Linked DNA regions of Mus musculus: region 1 is linked to region 2. A link is a contact called in public Hi-C data. All regions are on one chromosome and are shown on one strand. Each heading gives the region's core, a stretch centred on a gene start, on an enhancer-like site or on the middle of the called end of the contact. The rest is flanking DNA. Distances are from core to core; before and after follow the strand shown. Region 1 overlaps Stx12 (syntaxin 12). Region 2 overlaps Eya3 (EYA transcriptional coactivator and phosphatase 3).

Region 1 (7,422 bases), core at 168-2,667, 190 kb before region 2:
TACACTTTATGTGCTGGGGATTGAGCCCAGGACTTTACCTATATCGTAGGCAAGCACCACCACTGGGACAGATCCCTAACAGTAACATGTCAGTCAAAAGGGGCTGAGGAGGTGGCTCATTTGAGGATCTGCATTTGATCTTCAGAACCTGGATGTGGTACTTAAAGTACCAGGAGACTGAGACAATTGAATCCTTGGAGATCAAAGGCAAACCATAGTGTATGGCACTTGAAGGATGACACCCAGGGTTGTCAACTGACCCACACACTCCCACACATTCTCCTCACCCCAAAATAAAACTTTCATTTGCTAGAATTCTTGGAAGAGGAGTGTGCTGGTTTATAGACTTGGCTCAGGGGTTAAGAGGATCTGGGTTCAATTCCCAGAACCCAGATGGTGGCTCACAAGGACCCATGACTCCAGTTCCTAGGGATTGATGTTCTTCTCATCTCCTCAGGCACCAAGTACACAAGTGGTGCACAGACATACATGCAGGCAAAATATTCATACACATAAAATTAGAAAAATAAGTAAATAAAAGGAGTATTCACGTTAATCAAGTGGACAGAAGGTCCTTTTAGACTTAACTCATTTTAATAAAAATATTTTCCAAATTATCATTTTGATATTTTAAGCACACTCAAGTGAAAATAAATGTCTGGGTAAATGTTCCTGTTTTGTGCTTTGTGTTTTGGGAAGGCTTCCTTTCTTGGGTGTAAGCTGTGTGGGCCAGTGGTCCCTAGGCATTAGTCACAGTTCCTCATGCTGAGCTTACAGAATGCAGTCGGCAAGAAGCTCTGCCTCGGTGTCAAGTAAATGAAAGACCCTGTCATCCTTTTGGTTTGGATTTTAAGGCATCTGAAAAGTCTGGATGGAAACTTGTAGGAAGATATCTTAGCGATCAGTATTATAGAGAAGAGGGGCTGGGGCGATGGCTCAGTGGTTAAGAGCAGTGGCTCTTCCACAGGTCCTGAGTTCAATTCCCGGCATCCACATGGTGGCTCACAACCATCTATAACTGTGGTCCCATGGGATCCAATTTGCAAATATACATGCAGGCATAGAGATTGAATTCCTTGGAAAAGATGGATGAGCATAATCATCATGGCTCTAGGAATTCTAGACTTGATTTCAAATAAAGCAAACAAATCAAAATCTCTTCTTGCTCATCAGCACCAACTAGGGTCACGTGGGCATCATGAAAACTGCGTCCTGAGCCGCTCATCGATGCTAAGACCCTGACTGAGCTCAGTAAATGTTAACCATACAAGGAGCATGTGGACAAGTGGTCCAAAGGGGAGAGAGAGAGAGAGAGAGAGAGAGAGAGAGAAGGAGGGAGGGAAGGGTGGGAAGGGCGAGCCAAGAAGGCTCTTCATTCATTCTGGTGCTTAGTAAGCAAATGACTCCAAAGTTCCCAACTTGACTTCCCCAAACTCCTTAGCTAGGAAGTCCACATGATTTCAACAAAGGAAACCAAACAGATGAGGGAAAAGTCCTCCCTCACTTGCAAATACCCAGAAGAGAGCTGATTATTGAGCTTCCTAGAGTATTTAATGCTTTGATGGTAATGAACAGCTAGCTACATACCTTGGTACACTTTTAGATATTCTCAGTTTACCTTTTGCTCCTCCCCCAAAACAGTTGGAACTCACTCTGTAGACCAGACTGGCCTCAAACTCAGAGTCCACCTGCCGGTGCCTCTTGAGTGCTGGGATCAAGGTGTGTGCCACCACTGCCTGGCATCAGCTTACTTTCAGAACAGTTTCATTCTGTAGTCTAGGTTGGCCTTGAGGTTCAGATTTCCCATATCCTCCTGAGTGCTGGCTGGCAGTCAAGTGTACGCTGCGTGCATGGCTGCCTGTCTTTTTATTCGTTTAGGTTTATTTATTTATTTATTTGTTCTTTTGAGACAGTCTTGCTTGTGTAGCCCTGGAACTTACTATGTAGACTGTTCTGCCTTTGAACGCACACAGATCAGCCTGCCTTTGTCTCCCAAGTGTTGGGATTAAGGAAGGCATGTGCCACTCTGCCCAGTTTACACATTGCATTTATAAGATTAAGAAAGCCATACATGCCGGGAGTGGTGACGCAGGCCTTTAATCCCAGCACTTGGGAGGCAGAGGCAGGCGAATTTCTGAGTTTGAGGCCAGCCTGGTCTACAAAGTGAGTTCCAGGACAGCCAGGGCTACACAGAGAAACCCTGTCTCGAAAAAACAACAAAAACAACAACAACAAAAAAGAAAGTCTCAGGTAGAGTATCTCTGAGGCACTCATTTGGGTTACAGAAAAACTACATTATTACCCACTATGCATACTTCCGGGACTAGAGTGTTTCATTGTGACTGACTTTGGGAGTCAACAGTGTGGGAGGACTTGGAAATCATTTAGTCCTCAGTAGAAGCAGTGTCTAATGAGGGGGTAGGGCATGTAACTCAGCTGGCACAGTACTTGCGTGACACACACAAATCTTTAGGTTTTATCTCTAGCACCACAAAATCATCCTATCTCTAGCATGATAACCCCTGCCCGAGATCACCCAAGAACTCCAGAAGTGGAGGCAGGAAGATCAGAAATTCAAAGCCATCCTCAGTTATGTAGGGAGGCCAACCTTGGCTAAGTGGAACCCTGCCTCAACAAACTACAAGATTTGATGAGAAAAATTGAAAATTCCACACATGTAGTAAGTCTTCAATAAACATTTAGTTAAATCAGGATATAATCTGCAAGTAGTGAAAAAGGCCCAGCAAAATAAAATAGCGCGCCCAATTCTGTACACCTGGTAATGGGTGCGTATGGCTGAGATGTGAAGGCTCGTATTCCTAGTTTACCTTGATTCACATCTTTTGCCTTGCCATGCATGCCATGAAGTTGAAGGGAGAGGCTGACTTACTCAATATCCTTGCACGCTCTGAGTACCTGGCACTGTGCTGGACTCCAGTGAGGACAGAGGCATAGTCCCAGAAATGGGAGGGCACCGGGAAGGGAGCAGGTTAGAGCCAGGATATCAGTCTATCTGCAGTTAGGTTAAGGTACTGTCAGATAAACAGGTTGGGGCAAAGTGGAACCCTGGGGAATCAGACCAGCCCTGTGTGACTGCATTCTATTTCCTTTAAGACTCAGCCCTTGGAGAGCAACATTATGTGACTCAAAGCATATAGTCTTCGGAACCAGCCCTGTGTTTGAATTCTAGTTATGGCATGCTGTTCATAACTCAACAGTAGCTTGCCATTTAATTAAAATCTCATTATAATTGCACAAGGTCCTCTATAACCTGGCTTCCCACTACCTCTTTGGCCAGTACTTATCTCTTGCTCACTCAGCTTTAGCAGTACCACACCATTGGCTCCCCTTTTGAGGACTTTGCCCTAGTTAATTACTCTCTTTGCCCGGACTACCCCCTCTTTATAAGTGCCTTGCCCTGCCTGGCATTTTCTTTAGGTCTGTCCATTGTTTCCTTATGTGGCCACTCATGTGAGTGAGTACCCTCTGCCTACTCCTTCACCTCCACTTCCGTTTATTCCCTTTGGTAGGATTGTTATCACCTTGTGTTTTTGTTATCCACCCTCCAGATCGTAAGCTTCCGGAAGCAAGTGCCACCTAGTGTATAGGACAATGTGGAGTAAGCACTGTTCTCTGAGTGAACAAGTCAGGCCTGTCACTCTTGGGCTGCTTCTGCTCACATGATGCAGGCGCATGCTGAAGCCTTACAGCGCTGCTTAAGGTCAAATAGAAGCCTGCCAGTAACCACAGTGTCTGCATAGTAAGTGCTCAGTGCTCCTGTCTGCACCGCCCCTCGTTTTGAAACAAGGTTTCATGTGACTAAGGTTGGAAGTCTTTCTCTCATGTGAGTTTCTGGGTTCAAACTCAGGTGTCAGACTTTACAGCGGATGTCTTTATCCGCTAAGCTGTCCAACTGGAACCAGAAGGATAGATTTTTAAACTCCAAACTTGTAGTAAGTGGACATCCTTGTTGCTTAGCTCTGGAAGCACTGCATATGTGTTCCCTGTATGATGGTGACAGTTAGACAACAGCACTGGCTTGTCACTTGCTTGACTAAGCCTGTTCTTCTGTAGTGTGGTGGCAGGAACGACACTTTGACATTATCCAGAGGGAACAGGAAAGGTGCTTGCCACAGAGGAGCTACCTTTGTCTATGCAGTGTTATCTGTTGAAATTCTGCTGCAACTTAAAAATGGGTTTCCTTTGTTTTCACCCTGCCCCACAAGATAAGTGAGAGTGGAGAAGGAAGGAAAGGCTGCGCCATCAGCTGTAAACACCAGCCTGGCAGTGATGGTGCAGGCCTTTAATCCCAGCACTCGGGAGGAAGGAGCAGGTGGATCTATGAGTTTAAGATCAGCCTGGTCTACAGAGTGAGTTCTAGGACAGCCAGGGCTACACAGAGAAACCCTTCCTTGAAAACAAAACAAAACAAACAACTAACAAAACTAGTAGTAAACACCACTTCATGCAGACAAACTAAGAATATTCTATTAATGAGTTCTGTTCTTTAGGTATCGTGAGTTTGCTTGTGTGACGTCTTGGGTTCAATTTATAGGAGACAGACAGATAATTCACAGGCATACATACGCATACATACACATATACAACTATCTGCCAGTTTAGTGTATCTTTCCCCTCCTTCTCTGACAACTTGGGGGAAAAAAATAGAAAGCCAGGCAAGAAGAAATCAAGGGCTCTGTCTCTGTGTTGCAGAAACTAGTGCCAGAACAGGGATAGGAAGGTTCCAGGCAGAGCAGTACTAACGTGTTCCCTATTGATCGGCCTAGACCTCTTCAGGCAAGGAGATTAGATGTCAGAGATTCGAACATGAACATTCCTAGGCTACCAGATATCTAGGGAAAAGAAAGGGCTGAGTAAAACTGTGTGTTTGGCTGTGATGCCATGTGGGAAAAGAACACTTTCCATTGGAGTCTGTATGCCTGGGGATGAGTTTTTACTGTGTTACTTTTTATGTGTGCATAGATAAGATACATGTATCTATTTTCTAACTTTCATTGTTGTGAAAGTTAGAGAGTGTGTATACAATTTAATGGAGTACTTGATATAGAAGTGCTTAGTCAGTGTCCATCTGTTACTGACAATGAACCTGCATTGTTTTTCTAAAAAGCCTTTGCTGTAGAATGGTGGATTTTTGTATTGGTGGATAAGTCTTGTTTTTGAGACAGAATTTCCTGCATTCCAGACTAGCTTTAAATTTGCTATATATCCAAAGATAACTTTTGAACTTAAAGGCATACATCATGTTTTTTTCATGTAGTGCTGGAGATTCAACCCAGGGCTTCATGCATGCTAGGCAAGCTCCCTACCAATTAAACTACGTTTGTAGCCCCCATGGGTTAAAATTGTTGAAAGTTCATATAGTGACTCAAAACCTGTAATGTCAAGAAAAATGGGAGTAAAAAAGAGAATCAGGAATTCTCCCACTAGACCATTTATTCTCTCCCTTATGATTCCTTTGGGTCACTGAGAATAATTCTTTTCTTATTTATGGCTGATAATCCAACTAGACTAAACTATCTGGAGTCTAACTCATAGAATGTGGGGCAGGAAGATAGGAGATTGAAGCTAGCCTAGTCTACAGTCTCTGTCTCACAAAAACAAGTCAGAAGATATTGTCGAAGATTGTTGTAGCTTTGAGACTACAAAGGTGATGAGTGCTTCCTTGCCTTTTTTTTTAAAAAAGATTTATTTATTATTATATGTAAGTACACTGTAGCTGTCTTCAGACACACCAGAAGAGGGCATCAGATCTCATTACGGGTGGTTGTGAGCCACCATGTGTTTGCTGGAATTTGAACTCAGGACTTTTGGAAGAGCTCTTAACCATTGAGCCATCTCTCCAGCCCACTTCCTTGCCTTTTTTATGCTACTACGATGGAACCCTTGACCTTGGGCATCACACTACCAGTTTCCTGCCTTCTCAGTCCTAATGGGGGTGAAATGTTTAGTGTCATGGGACATTTAGAAGAATTATTCAGTTCTTTGGAGAAGATAAATAGAACTACCTTCTGAACCTTGCAAAAGCACTGTGGAGGAATGTGTTTGTAAAGATTTTGGCTTTAACATGGTTCCTGTTACTTGCATGTTAGGATATGGGGTGACCAGTGCTCTGCAGAATAGGGTGCTCATGATGAATGTGGGGTTTTTGTTGTTGTTGTTGTTGTTTTGTTTTTTTAAATAAATCTTTCCTCTTTTTTTTTCTAGCTGCTCAGATAAAGAATTTGATGAGCCAACTTGGAACTAAGCAGGACTCAAGCAAACTCCAGGAAAATTTGTGAGTAGCTTCCCCAAAAGGTTGAGTTTTGTGAGAGCCCCAAAAGGGCCTAGGCCTTCCTCAGGGAGGTGAGGTCAGAGTGGGAGGTGAGGGTTGGGTGGTGATAGCTGGACCTGGAAGAGGAGAGCAAAGTATTTCAGTGGATCCAGATTTCTGCTGCCTTGAACTGTTTCTTTTCTTGGTCTGGTTTGTGGAATAGTTTAAGAGAGGTAGAGAAGGAACTCCCTCCGCTCTCAGCTGCCTCAGGGAGCTGTGTCAGTATAACCCTGCGTGGCTGACCTTCCCACTGACACGTGACTCCTGATGATTTAGTCTACTTGGATTTCCAACTTTAACTAAGAGACAGTTATTCTCAGTGACACAAAGGAGCCATAGGGAGAGAATAAATGGTCTGGTGGGAGAACCAAACCTTTTTGTTGGTGTTGTTCTTTTTAAATCATATTTTTCTTGACTTTATTTTTGTTTTAAAAGTTCTATTCTTGCTGAGTGTGGTGGCACACACCTTTAGTCCCAGCACTGGGGAGGCAGAGGCAGGCAGATTTCTGAGTTGGATGCCATCCTGGTCTACAAAGCAAGTTCCAGGACAGCCAGAAGTACACAGAGAACCCAACAAAACAAAACAGAATGTTCTATTCTTAGGGGTGGAGAGATAGTTCAGTGGTTAAGAGTACTGGTTGCGGGCTGGTGAGATGGTTCAGCAGGTAAGAGCACTGACTGCTCTTCCGAAGGTCCTGAGTTCAATTCCCAGCAACCACATGGTGGCTCACAACCATCCATAATGAGCTCTGACACCCTCTTCTGGTGTGTCTGAAGACAGCTACAGTGTACTTAATAAATCTTTAAAAAAAAAAAAAAAAAAAAAAAAAAAAGCACTGGTTGCTTTTCCAGAAGGCTGAGGTTCAATTCCTAGCACCAACTTGGTGGTTCATGACTGTTGATAGCTCTATTTCTGTGGGGTCTAGCTCTCTTTTCTGGCCTCTGTGGGCACTTCACATATATAGTGCACAGACATATGTTGCAGGCAAATCACCCATACACATAAAATAATAAAGTAAAAATTTTATTCTTTGGTGCTGGAAAAATGGCTCAGCAAGTAAAGAAAAGTGTTTGGAACCCACATGGTATAA
Region 2 (6,767 bases), core at 4,075-6,574:
CTCTCTCCTGAGGCGCAGGGCATTCTATCTGCTCTCCGAATGTGGAGAACAGTTTGTTCCTTCTGATAAAGTTACCTGAATCCACAAAGGTGAACGGGTTGGAAGGGATATATAAGCTAAGCTGTGGGCATGGAGGGATTTTCTTGTACCTGGATTCTTTTCCTCTTGGCCAATTAAATGCCCCCACAGGAATTCAAGCAGACACAACATACAACATTATCTCTGAAAATTCCAAACAGAGGTGAGGAAGACAGAGTAGGTAATGCAAGTGAGTTTCTTCACGTACTTCCAATTCACTGTCCTGGGAAGAGCTGGCATCAGCTTTCCTCTTGCCCCGGTTCTTGACAGTCATGTTTTTCCTGGCCTGATCATCAGCATCTTTATTTGGTGTAGTCTGGGACAAAGGTGGGCTTGCAGAGGAGTCTGTTCAAAGGAAAAGCAAGATATACACCGTCAGCAGTCTCAGGCTGTGAGAACCACAACAGAGATAGGGGTCTGCAAGAGGAGCAGTAAAAAAGACAAGAGTCGTTATTTTAAAAATAAAGGAACCTGGAAGAGAAAGGAGCCCCTTACACCACAATCTGGCCAGGACCCCCAAGTAACCAGAATGGCCTACACAGACAGAATCCACCTACTGAGTCATCTTCTGCCTACAGACAACATGCGCCTTCCTAAAGACATCCAAAGGACAGTCTAAACAACAAATTATGCCTACTTATGGCCAGAATGTTTGTGACCTCCAGTTTAATTATACTAGCACCCCTCTCTCATCCCTAAATGTACCTTATGAAAAGCACCTCATAATTTTATTTATGAAGTAATGTTCCTGAAATGAAGCAAATGTTCCTGGCTGAGAGATGGCTCTGTGGATAAGAGAGAGCACTTGCTGCTTTTGCAGAGACAGACATGGGTTTAAGTGGAGCCACCTCTAACTCCAGTTTCAGGGTACAAAGCCCTCTAATGATCTCTGAGGGCAGCAGACAAACAGTGGTATACATACTTATATGCACACAAAACACATGCAGATATAAAATAAGTAAATCTAAAATATGCAAAAGAGAAATAAATCAGATTTATAGTCTTTTAAAAAACTATTATTATTGTTATTTTACATGAATGAGTGGTTTGCCTGCACGTATGTCTGTGCACTGCATGCAGTGACACAGGAGGTTAGAAGAGGATGTCAGGTCTCCTGGAATTGCTGGAGTTCCAGACAGTTGTGAACTTCCCTGTGGATGCCTGGAATTGAATCCAAGTCCTCTAGAAGAACACCCTGTGCTTTTTTTTTTTTTCCTTCTTTTCGGTTTTTCGAGACAGGTTTTCTCTGTGTAGCCCTGGCTGTCCTGGAACTCACTTTGTAGACCAGGCTGGCCTCGAAAGGGCTGGGATTAAAGGTGTGTGCCATCACACCCAGCTAGACAGTGCTCTTAACTGCCTAGTCATCTCTCTAGTCCAAAGATGAAGAACTAATCTCTAATCTAACTTTGTTTCTCTCTGGCTCATCCTGAAACTCTGTGGTATAATCAAGGACTGGGCTTCCTTAAGCGGAAGGGAACTCCTTGGGCTGCTGGTGACAGTGCAGGCAGGGCCAGGCCTCCCAGGACCACTCACAAGCAGTCTCTGGGCTCCCGAGTCAAATGTTAAGATTGCTGGGAAAAGACTGTAGCTGTACTTAGAACCTTAAAGAAGTTTAAGACACAGAAGGAGCGCCTGCTCTGAGTTCCTAGTGGGGTTTAAAGACACTCCTATATTAAAACTGGAGCCCTGCAACCTTCAACAAATAAGCTCTTGGTCTGAAGATATGGGACAGCAGAGTGTGCACTAGAAACATATCTCACTGTGGTACTTTTCTGTTCTAAGCATCTACAAATATTCACCACACAGTTTCTCATCACAGTCCTGTTTGCACAGTTAAAACTTAGAAAGGAAAAGCAACAGCATGGTGAAACTAACTCATCCCAGAACAAACTCCTTTACCACCACTTGGAAGCACTGTTGGATGAAGTCTGGTCCTCTGCACTTACCGGAGGGAAGCCTCTGTGTGGCTGGTGCAGGCACCATAGCACTAGGCTTCTCCGTCTGGTATGTTGTAGCTGCTAATGTTGTGGTCTCAGCATCACTGTTAGTCTGACCTGTGACTCCAAAGCTGGAACTGGGGTAGCAGGCCTGGTACTGATTCTGTCCAAGAATAGTATAGGTGGGATAATCCTGTGGGCCGAAGGGAGGAAAACAAGACTATTACAAGAGATCAAAATTATTTCATAAAACATTTACTTATTTTCCACCTATCTAACAGTCCCAAGTAATCAATGATTTTCAAAGTGCAGAAACCTGAGTACAGATGCATCATCTAAGTGGACAATATGAATTTGGTTAAACCTGCTGTACTGGCTAGTTTTGTGTCAACTTGACACAGCTGGAGTTATCATAGAGAAAGGAGCTTCAGTTGAGGAAATGCCTCCATGAGATACAACTGTAAGGCATTTTCTCAATTAGTATTCAAGGGGGAAAGGCCCCTTGTGGGTGGGACCATCTCTGGGCTGGTAGTCTTGGGTTCTATAAGAAAGCAGGCTGAGCAAGCCAGGTGAGGCAAGCCAGTAAAGAACATCCCTCCATAGCCTCTGCATCAGCTCCTGCTTCCTGACCTGCTTGAGTTCCAGTCCTGGCTTCCTTGGTGATGAACAGCAGTATGGAAGTGTAAGCTGAATAAACCCTTTCCTCCCCAACTTGTTTCTTGGTCCTGAGGTTTGTGCAGGAATAGAAACCCTGACTAAGACAAATTGGTACCAGCAGAGTGGGGTATTCCTGTGACAACCTGACCATGTTTTGGGGAGGTCTGTGGAAGGACTTTGGAACTTTGGTCTTGAAGATCCATTTGTTGTAAAGAGCTCTGTGGGATGTTGTGTAGGAGCTTGGAAGATAATGTTGAGAACAGTGCAGAAGATGGAGGCCTGGTTTGTGAAATTTCAGAGGGAAAATTAAAGACTCTTTTCAGGGTCATTGCTGTTTTGATTGTGAAGATTCTGTAGTTCTGGTTAGCTGGGGCTGAAGAATCAGCTGTGATTAACAAGATACCAGAACTACTAAAGCAAAAACTTTGCATTACTGGGACTATTGATGCTGGTTAGCTGGAGCTAAGAAATTAGCAGTGATTAAGAAGAGACCAGCATCATTGAGGTGACATCTTCTGGGAAGTGTTTTCTGAGAGCACAGTGGCTGTGTTCCAGATATAGCCAAAGTTGTACCTTGTGCTGTGGCTGGACTTGGTAATGTGTAAGGGTCACCCAGGTGGTACTGGTTTTGAAGGCATGAAGGAGTTGAGCAGAGCAGCTGAGGCTTGGCACTGTGAGAGGCCATGGAAGGCCATTGGTGAAAGTCCAGCCTCATTTGCAATTGATGGCCCAGGACTGAAGGGGTCATGCCGTGTTTTGGAGATGCCAGTACCATGAGATGACCACCAAGAGCAGCAGCAGCAGTGGAGTACAGGCATCTGGAGCCTAGAGGATGACGCGTGTGCTACAAAGGGCCTGGCTGGAGAAGTGACCCAAGCCCTTGGAGGAGCCCAGAAGATCGTAAGTTGGATCCCAGACATTGGACGGTTGGAGATTGACTTTTGCTTTTGATTGTGGCTGTGCCCTGATATTTTCCCTCTTGAAGGAAGAAACTGTTTTAGTGGAGCCCACAGTTAAGAGACTTTTAATTGTAAAAAGACTTTGGATTTTAAAAGAGATGGATATTTTAAAGAAATTGAAATTTTAAGAATATGTAAAGACTGTGGGACTTTTAAAGTTATTTAGATCTTGGGGATGAATAAGAATGTAAGGGTTGAGGCTTACTAGTGATGTGTTTGTGTGTCAAGTTGACAAGGGGTCAACTGTACTGGTTAGTTTTGTGTCAACTTGACACAGCTGGAGTTATCACAGAGAAAGGAGCTTCAGTTGAGGAAATGCCTCCATGAGATCCAACTGTAAGGCATTTTCTCAATTAGTGATCAAGGGGGAAAGGCCTCTTGTGGGTGGGACCATCTCTGGGCTGGTAGTCTTGGTTCTATAAGAGAGCAGGCTGAGCAAGCCAGTAAAGAACATCCCTCCATGGCCTCTGTATCAGCTCCTGCTTCCTGACCTGTTTGAGTTCCAGTCCTGACTTCCTTTGGTGATAAACAGCAGCATGGAAGTGTAAGCCGAATAAACCCTTTCCTCCCCAACTTGCATCTTGGTCATGATGTTTGTGCAGGAATAGAAACCCTGACTAAGACACCTGCTTCAGGAGTAAGTTATAATGTGAAAAACTAAAGACACTATCCTTCGAAGATCAAAACAAGGGCTGTGAAAGGAGAGATCCTATATGGGGCTGCACGGCATACAGCTGGGAACGTAAGAGAAACACTGGGCCACTGTGAACGCACATGAACTCAGCTCAGGAGTCAGGCAGGAGGATGAATGTAAGTTGAGAGCAGCCTGGTCTGTGGCGTATCCCAGGAAGCCAGGAGTACAGAGTGAGGTCCTGCTTCAAAAAAAAAAAAAAAAAAAAACTCTCCCACCCAAAACAGAACAGCCCCCTATGAGCCCCAAGGTACGTGTGGACTTAAAGAATAAACACAGCACCAGAGAGACAGTGAGGCACAGGAAGTCAAGGAGGACATTAACTGTAGCCAGAAATCACAGCCCATGGAGACAACAGCAGTCAAAGAAGTTGCTGTAGACAAAGTCTGAGCGTGTTAAAAGCAAAACAAACTCTAAAACACTGAAGACTTGATAGTGATCTTTAAGCACACATATAACAGTGATCAAATAAATCACAGCGGGCATGGTGATAGTGGTGTACACCTTTAACCCTAGAAATTGGGAGACAGAGGCATGAAAACCTCTCTGAGTTCAAAGTCAGCCTGGTCTACAAAGCAAGTTCCAGGACTGCCAGGACTACACAAAGAAATCCTCTTTCAAAAAACATGGAAAGAAAAACAAACCAAACTACAAACAATAGTAAGCAGGTGAGTGGAGGTAGTATTTACTCATGCCACAATAGTTCTGAGTTCCTTCTGAGTGAGTGCCAGGGAGGTGTTAGGCTCTGGGAATATAAAACTGATCAAAAATAGAAAAATAAATCCTGGTCCTTTTTGGAGTGCACACACTAGTGAGAGCATTGGGGAAGGCTGGGGTTAACAGATAATGCCTCAGACAGAACCATACTCCTGGGAGGATTAGCAAGGAACAGAGAAACAGGAGAGCAGCCAGAGTTCTGAGGGCATCCAGCAACAGGGCTCAAGAGTCTACACCATTCCTAGTCGTTCCCCTGATGGGCAAGCTGACCATGGAAAGAAGAGAGGAAGTGAAAGTTGGGTGAATCATCTCAAGGAAGATGAACAAAGGGGCACAGTACCTGGTTTGAGATGCTGGCCACAGCTGCTGCTGGAATATTGGCAATTGCAGATGAAGTGGGTATCAGGCTGGCATTTGTGCTTGAAGCTACAGGATTGAGAGGATTAAGAGATATTAAATGTAATTAGATGTAAACGGCTTAAAGATATGGAAAACAACCCGTTTTAACTGAACATATTGGCAAGGAGACAAAGAATACTGGGTAAAGAGGCAAATGCTGGAAGCTGGAGAGATGGCTCAGTTGTTAAAGAGTACTGGCTGCTCTTCCAGAAAACCTGGGTTCAAGTTCTAGCACCCATATGATGACTCAAAACTGCATGTAACTCCAGGCCCTCCTTCTGGCCTCTGTGGTACCAGGCATACATATGATACACAGACATAGAAGAAACAAAACACCATATACATAAAATCCATTAACAACTTTTTAAAAAAGCAAACACTTGTTTTGCATGCAATACCACAGTGGGGCTTGATTACAAACAAAACCCTGGAGGATTTGCTTCAATTTGAGTCTATGGGAAGTCCTAGACGGATGCATCACAGCTCACACTGACGCACCACACCAGTGAAGTCAGCACTAAGTCAAATCATCCTAGTCTTTTCTAGAAGCTGAAGAATGACTCCCCTGCACGTGACGTGACAGTCTGTAGAGCTCTGGTGAGTCCGATGTTGTGGTATTGTTTATGGCCATTTGCCCCGAATTATGTCTCTGCTGAGGGACATACTTACATTGAGAAATAAAGCTAACTCCCCCACCTCTAAAATGCTTACAACGGCTATATTCAAATAATGGGTTATTAGTGTGGGTCAGAAAGCACTATGAGGACCAGCAGGATGGCTTAGCAGGTAATGCTGCCTGGTGCTAACCTGAGAACCTGAGGCAGAGAGGCCTGGGGTCCACATAGTGGAAGGAGAGCTCTGACTTCGAGCTGTCCTCTGACCTTCACACGTGTATTGCGGTGTTCGTACACACACACACAAATGTAATAAAAAATTTTAACACCACTATGATTTGTTATTTAGAAACTTTATCAATAAACCCTCAAAGACTCAGAAGATTAAAAAATCTCATCTGGTCAGGTAAAAATGTATTCTATCAAATAACTACTTAGAATGTCTTTAAATTTTACATATTTTTGTAAAAACAGAATCTATCAGGTTCTAAGCTCAAACTTCAGTGATTAGGAAATAGCACATGGCTTTGCTCAGGTGACAGGGTAGTAGTCAGTGTTGCCAGGCATCAGTTCTGAACTCTTCTCTCTCACGACAAGCAGGGAAACACGGTTCCTGCTGCAGCCACCCACCAGAAGGACCAAATTGAGCAGCACAAAGTTCTCCAGGGGAAAGCCAGCAAGAAAACCTCCACTAAGAACAGAATTCAGGGAAAAT

What was found. Hi-C and Micro-C count contacts between places; a contact is called where the count stands out from the background.
Region 1: a contact with region 2 is called in a Hi-C map of bone marrow-derived macrophages, with 26 read pairs. The contact joins two enhancer-like sites. A contact is called at or near these places in 1 of 484 Hi-C or Micro-C datasets (bone marrow-derived macrophages), 1 of 115 datasets of contacts at active chromatin or transcription factors (large pre-B cells) and 5 of 9 other capture datasets (adipose tissue, embryonic stem cells, liver and 2 more).

The regions. Positions count from the first base shown.
Region 1 is chr4:132,870,461-132,877,882 of GRCm38.p6, reverse strand. It overlaps Stx12 (syntaxin 12), which reads left to right. Exons shown (of 9, transcript NM_133887.4): 2 at 6,226-6,295. Among named protein-coding and RNA genes, the nearest start is that of Stx12, 10 kb to the left of the region's middle. Within about 2 kb of position 1,417, at least 6 of the 459 cell types and tissues checked have an H3K27ac peak or open chromatin away from gene starts, as enhancers often do. A contact at or near this core is called in bone marrow-derived macrophages, where this site is marked.
Region 2 is chr4:132,688,403-132,695,169 of GRCm38.p6, reverse strand. Eya3 (EYA transcriptional coactivator and phosphatase 3) reads right to left here. Exons shown (of 17, transcript NM_210071.2): 7 at 5,380-5,465; 8 at 2,025-2,208; 9 at 287-423. Among named protein-coding and RNA genes, the nearest start is that of Xkr8, 41 kb to the left of the region's middle. Within about 2 kb of position 5,324, at least 3 of the 459 cell types and tissues checked have an H3K27ac peak or open chromatin away from gene starts, as enhancers often do. A contact at or near this core is called in bone marrow-derived macrophages, where this site is marked.